Regions from separate parts of the Triticum aestivum genome. Here region 1 is linked to region 2. The links are chromatin contacts, called in public Hi-C maps. All regions are on one chromosome and are shown on one strand. Each heading gives the region's core, a stretch centred on a gene start, on an enhancer-like site or on the middle of the called end of the contact. The rest is flanking DNA. Distances are from core to core; before and after follow the strand shown.

Evidence for each region. A called contact is a pair of places that touch in the nucleus more often than the background predicts.
Region 1: a Hi-C map of leaf shows a contact between it and region 2, with 6 times the contacts expected there. The contact joins the promoter of LOC123136529 here to the promoter of LOC123136528 in region 2. A contact is called at or near these places in 2 of 5 Hi-C or Micro-C datasets (both in leaf).

The regions. Positions count from the first base shown.
Region 1 is chr6B:194,362,037-194,365,163 of IWGSC CS RefSeq v2.1, forward strand. LOC123136529 (homeobox protein knotted-1-like 2) reads right to left here and starts at 1,377. Exons shown (of 6, transcript XM_044555929.1): 1 at 924-1,377. The coding sequence starts at 1,232.
Region 2 is chr6B:194,006,315-194,009,300 of IWGSC CS RefSeq v2.1, forward strand. LOC123136528 (BRAP2 RING ZnF UBP domain-containing protein 2) reads left to right here and starts at 1,693. Exons shown (of 12, transcript XM_044555927.1): 1 at 1,693-1,979; 2 at 2,073-2,188; 3 at 2,432-2,540; 4 at 2,642-2,756. The coding sequence starts at 1,797.

The sequences.
Region 1 (3,127 bases), core at 127-2,626, 360 kb after region 2:
GCAATCCAATGAAGAATAATTAGAACCCATAAGAAGGATTGTACACAGAAAAAGAATATTGTGCTAGATGTAAGCAACATATTCATTTCTTAGAAGATATACAAGTTTCAGAAAAGTAAAGGAAATTCTAGTCATGCGACATAAAAGCATTTTAGATGATCAGTAGAAGTAAGGGCACTACTAAATAAGATTGAAGTAAAGACAGAAATGGGCAATTCATACAGGCGAGCAGGTCTACTAGTATGACATTTCAGGTCTGACAAATAAGCTGTTAATACCACAAAAAGGCCCGCCAATGACCCATGGCGTATCTATACTACTCCCTCTATTCCTAAATATAGGTTTTTTAGAGATTCCAATATGGACTACATACGGAGCAAAATGAGTGAATCTACACTCCAAAATATATCTACTCCCTCCGTTCGGAATTACTTGTCGCAGAAATGGATGTATCTAGACGTATTTTAGTTTTAGATACATCAATTTTCGAGACAAGTAATTCCGAACGGAGGGAGTATATACATCCATATGTAGTTCATATTGAGATCTCTAGAAAGACTTATATTTAGGAATGGAGGGAGTACTTCAACAAGTATGGTGCCACTATATGGATGAACCTCAGCGTAGGATATATACTGTATCTGCTTTGGTTTCATTTCTCATTCATACAAACAAATTGATAAGGCTATTGCAGCAGCGTTGTTACAATAACCAGCAACCACTAGTCAGATCGACCCTCCAATTCACCATAAGGAGCACATCAGAAATCCATCACTGGCCCTAATCAAAACCTATGCAAATTTTATCCCAATTTCTCCCTATTCCGAATTCCAATTGTTCACACGAAACATATACAGAATACATGTACGGCACCCAGTGGCAACGCAGGAAAAAATAGGCAGGGGCGTGAAAGCCATAGATACCATGAAGAGGTCGAGCTCCTCGCCTCCGGAGGGCCCGCCCGCGGCGGCGGCGGCGGCGGCGAGGGGGGGCGGGCGGGCCGCGATCTGCGCGTCGATGCGGGGGAGCTGGTCGACGGGGGTGGCGACGCGGAGGCAGGCGACGTGGGCCTCCAGGAGCCGCTCGTACAGCGGGTGCGCCGCGATGGCCGCCTTCTCCCTCTCCCCGCCGCCGCCGCCGGGAGAGAAGCTAGGGTTTGGCGACGAGGCAGCGGCCGCGGCGGCCGCCGCCGCGTCCATCGCGAGCCCGTGGTCCGGGTAGTGGAACGACATCGAGCTCTCCGTCGCCGCGTCGTCAGGTGGAGAGGGGGAGGGAGGCAGGCGGGGACGGGGACGGGGGCGGAGGCGCTCGGGGGGGGGAGGGGAGGCGCAACGACCTCGGCGGTTGTGGGTTTTGGTTGGTGGGGATGGGAGGGACGGGCGGAGTGGATGACGGATGGCAGGGTGGGTTGGCGTCCTTGTCGCGGCTGACGACTGTCCGCGAGCGAGCGAGCGAGCGGGACGACGAGCTCGTCAAAATATGTGAGGTGTGGACTGCAGAGACGTGCACCCTACGGCGTCGATACCGACGAGGAGATACAGCTGCTGGCCGGCGTGGAGACCAAATTACAATTAAAAAATCAATTAAAAGTGTTAGAACCCGTATTTATGTACTTCCTCCATTCAGAATTACTCGTTCAAAAAATAATGTATCTAAATGTATTTTAGTTGTAGATACATTTATTTTTATTCATTTTTGTGTCAAGTAATTCCGAACGGAGGGAGTAGTAGTTTCGTAATCAAGAAAAATCTAACGTCACATTTTAAGTATTTTGGGATGAATGTTGTAATAACCGTTGGATTGTTCGCACGAATATTGACCAAGAGGGTGGCAACGTCACATTTTGAGATAGTTCGATGTCCTAGCTTTTCACTCCATACTCTCTGGCTCTCATTTAAAGTGTTCCACGTCTGAACCACCCACTGCATCCCACCTCAATCCTATTATTATTTTTCTCTCAAGTGCGTGCTCCGGTCCCTTCCTCTTCTCTCTCTGATGCGGAAGAGAGCGGGGGAGTTGGCGAGGTGCGGTGGCTCGTGTCTAACGAATCATGTGTATTTCTGACGATTTTCAGATGAGAAGGATGGGGAAGAGAGGAGGCTGTTGTCGGTGTCAAAATCGGCGGATCTCGGGTAGGGGGTCCCGAACTGTGCGTCTCAAGCTAATGGTAACCGGAGACTGGGGACACGATGTTTACCCAGGTTCGGGCCCTCTCGATGGAGGTAATACCCTACTTCCTGCTTGATTGATTTTGATGATATGAGTATTACAAGAGTTGATCTACCACGAGATCGTAGAGACTAAACCCTAGAAGCTAGCCTATGATTATGATTGTGTTGTTCGTCCTACGGACTAAACCCTCCGGTTTATATAAACACCGGAGGGGGCTAGGGTTACACAGAGTCGGTTACAAAGAAGGAGATCTATCATCCGAATCGCCAAGCTTGCCTTCCACACAAAGGAGAGTCTCATCCGGACACGGGACGAAGTCTTCAATCTTGTATCTTCATAGTCCAACAGTCCGGCCAAAGCATATAGTCCGGTTGTCCGGATACCCCCTTATCCAGGACTCCCTCAGTAGCCCCTGAACCAGGCTTCAATGACGATGAGTCCGGCGCGCAGATTGTCTTCGGCATTGCAAGGCGGGTTCCATCTCCGAATACTCCAAAATAATCTTCGAACACTTGAGTCGTGTTCGGCTCTGCAAGACAATTTTCACGTACCACCGTAGAGAGAACAATAATCCACAAATCTAATCTGCTGACAATTCTTCGTAGCAAGACATCACGCCACGGCCCGACCATTATTCGAACTGTTGTTTACAACCAGCTACTGCGCATGTTGCGAGGCGGTTTCCTTGGCATGTCTTATCGAAGCAGAGATCGTCCCCCCTTATCGCGGGATTCTCTTTAATACGGGCGTGGGTAACCCAACCGCACCACCAATCGCTGTGAGTGGAGGACGAGCAGGTTTCATTAGGCAAGCAGGGAGGCACAAAGTTTCATCGCCTCTATAAAGAGGAAAGGCCTTTTCCTTTCTACCCACGCCTTCTTCTTCTTATGCTCGTCCCTTTCCTTTCGCCCGAGCCCTAGCGCCCAAGCGTTCATCTTCCCCACCAACAAAGGTT
Region 2 (2,986 bases), core at 443-2,942:
CTTTTTTTTGAAACAGGATCTCATTTACCATTTTGCATCACCATTTCCTCTAACAAAGAAGGTTTCCCAGAAAATATGCCTATATTTTTATGCGATTATCATGCACAAACACTCCAATCACTTCAAAGAGATTAGGACTTTAAGGTGAGCATGTAAGCTGAATGAAAGTTATGGCTATTGCTTTGATGCATCAATATTGAGAGCATGATAAGCCTCTGTACCTTGCTCGGTAAGCAACCAAGACTACAATATAAGCACACATCTTTTAATTCCACATCAGTTTAACTGTATATGTGGACATAAGTGGTCAATGTACTATCTACAGGATAAAATTAAACCAGAGAAGAATAGTATATAATTTAACATTTTAGCTAACACAGAATATAAACAGTAGGAAAAAAGTGAAAATTTACCTATCCCATAATGGGTGAACAGACATGCTTTTGCCCATGGACAAGCTTACTGTACTCTGAACGCCTGAATTTCATGCCTGAGTTGCTAGCCAGGTTGACACATGACGCCAAGCGAACAAGGAACTGATTTAACCAAAGCTTGCCCATGACAAACCAGCCATAGATTCCATCAAAGATTTGGCTTCCAATATTTATGCCATCGTGTAAAGTTGCACAATAGTACTGTGAATCCTGTGGCCTGTTTGGGTACACTTTAAGCTGATTGGATCTCTCAATCCCATCGAACAAACAGTGAAATTGAACTAAAATCCCTTCCAATCCAAAAGGTCAAATTGGACTATGGTGTATCCAAGTTAGCCCGAAGGGGATATATGCATCGGAAACTAAATCCACATCCTGACAGTGACAAAATAAGCCAATATAGAAGATGATGACAGAGTATGTTCTAAGTGAATTCTCCAGGAAACACGACAAGTGAGTAGTAAGTCCATATCTGTCAACTGAAATCATGTCTGCACCCCCAAAAAACAACATGCCATCGGTTCATTCTTATCCACTGCAACCAGCATAAGGTTCCACCGTGCCTTATTGCCATGGCCGGGTAAACTCAGAACTAGGCTCATCCTCTGAATTCTGAGAGCCCACACACATTTCACTCATCGGCCACACTAACAGGCATCGTAAGTTCATGAACAGAGTCCAGCACCTCATACCTAACAAAACTTAACACTGAGCACTCCACCATCTGTTGATCGCATGGGCGCCAAACCCTGGATAGCTGCGCTGCGCTGCGCTGTAACGCGAACAGCATTACGTCGACCACTTGGCGGGCAACCAACTATCCAGTGTCAGTAACGTAAATGCCGACCTTCCCAACCTTTCCGCCACAACCCGAAGCAACCGCAAGATGCACGCGAGGCCCGAGCAACAGGCGCAGTGGATTATGAACTTCTTTTTTATAGAGGCGATGTGCATTTCTACTTGGAAAATACTGGCCCTGTTCTCTGCGGCTTTGACTTACACAGGTGAGACAACAGCCGAAGCCGGAAAGAACTCGATTCTAGCCGCTCCCCCGACGCCAAGGTCCGCCGCCGGGCCAGCGGAGGCCCTCCCGGCGCTGCCTCCCCTCCCCCGCATCAGCTCGGTCGGCCTCCCCGTCCTCCACATTTTTTTCACCGTTCTACTTCGATTTTTTTTTTTTTTGAGAATGAGAATTCTCGCGCGATTGGTAAACTAAATCATGCACGCCATCGCTTTATCTAACTGCCAGGTTGGCCCCACCTGGTCGAGTAGGGGGAGGACTTGGGAGCAGTTGAGCCAGGAACTTTTCCGAATAACCCCTTCTTCCTCGTCGTTGCCCTAGGCTTCTGATCCTCTCCGGCCATGGCGAACGCCGGCGATCCCGCCTCCCTCCCCCCTTCCGCGTCTCCCTCCTCGTCCACGCGCGCGCTCGAGTCGGTCCCCTTCTCCTCCGGGAACCCCCGCATCGAGGAGACCCGCGGCGTCGTCCTCCTCCACCCCGACCCACCCGCCGCTGCCGCCGCCGCCTCGTCATCTCATCTTCCGGTAAGCCATCCCTGTTCTAGGGTTTTGTATTTTTGGCTGTTCGTGTATTGCGCGTTGTCACCTCTAACGCTCGCTCGCACGGCGTGTTTGTAGGCAGAGAGGAAGCCGCAGGTGTTCGTGCCTTCGGTGCCCAACCACATGACCTACGCGGACTTCTGCCGCTTCTGCGGCTCCTTCGTCCCCCACATGCTCGAGATGCGCATCGTCAGGTACCTCGCTTGTTCACCACTGCCTGCCTTCGCGCAGTTGCGTTGGCCCAAGGCCTCAATCGCCTAGCTTGGTCCAATCCGAGTGGTTCTGAACTTCTGATAGGTTCAGTTTCCTCGATCCCATCATTTGTTGTGCTGTATTAGACTTTTACCCTCAAAACTGGCCAACATTGCCTCTGATGGGGCTTGAGCTACTTTGATGCAAGCGCCGATTTGGAGTATTAATTGGAGCTCATAATGTAGGATTGATGGAGCGGAGGACCAGTATAGCGTTCTCATAAAGTTTGACACTCTGAGCTCCACCGATAGCTTCTACAAGCACTTCAATGGAAAGCAGTTCTCATCACTGGAGGTGCTGGTTTCTTTTCATTCTGTTGAATATATAATTGTTTTTTCTGCTGCTGTGATTAAATGTGTGCCATCGTGATTAATTGGAGATTGATGTGTTTGCAGGGTGATGTTTCTCATGTACGTTTTGTGGAAGACGTGCACTACACTCAATTGATCGAGCATGCGCATAGCTCGATTACGAGCTCAGCTGAGCAGCCTACCTGCCCAGTGTGTCTAGGTATGTGGATGTTTTGAATTAATCTAGCTATGTATTAGGAAATTGGAATACCACATTTTGTTTGTTGTCTGAAATAATTTTGTGCAGTTTTAGTTCTTTTAAAATGATTAGAATGTTTGCCTAACCATGTTTCTGAATTATGTCATAATTCACCTAATATGAGAAGGATACATGATTGCAGTGTGCTGATGTTAGGATGTAAACCACGTCATGGACCATAAAATAAATCT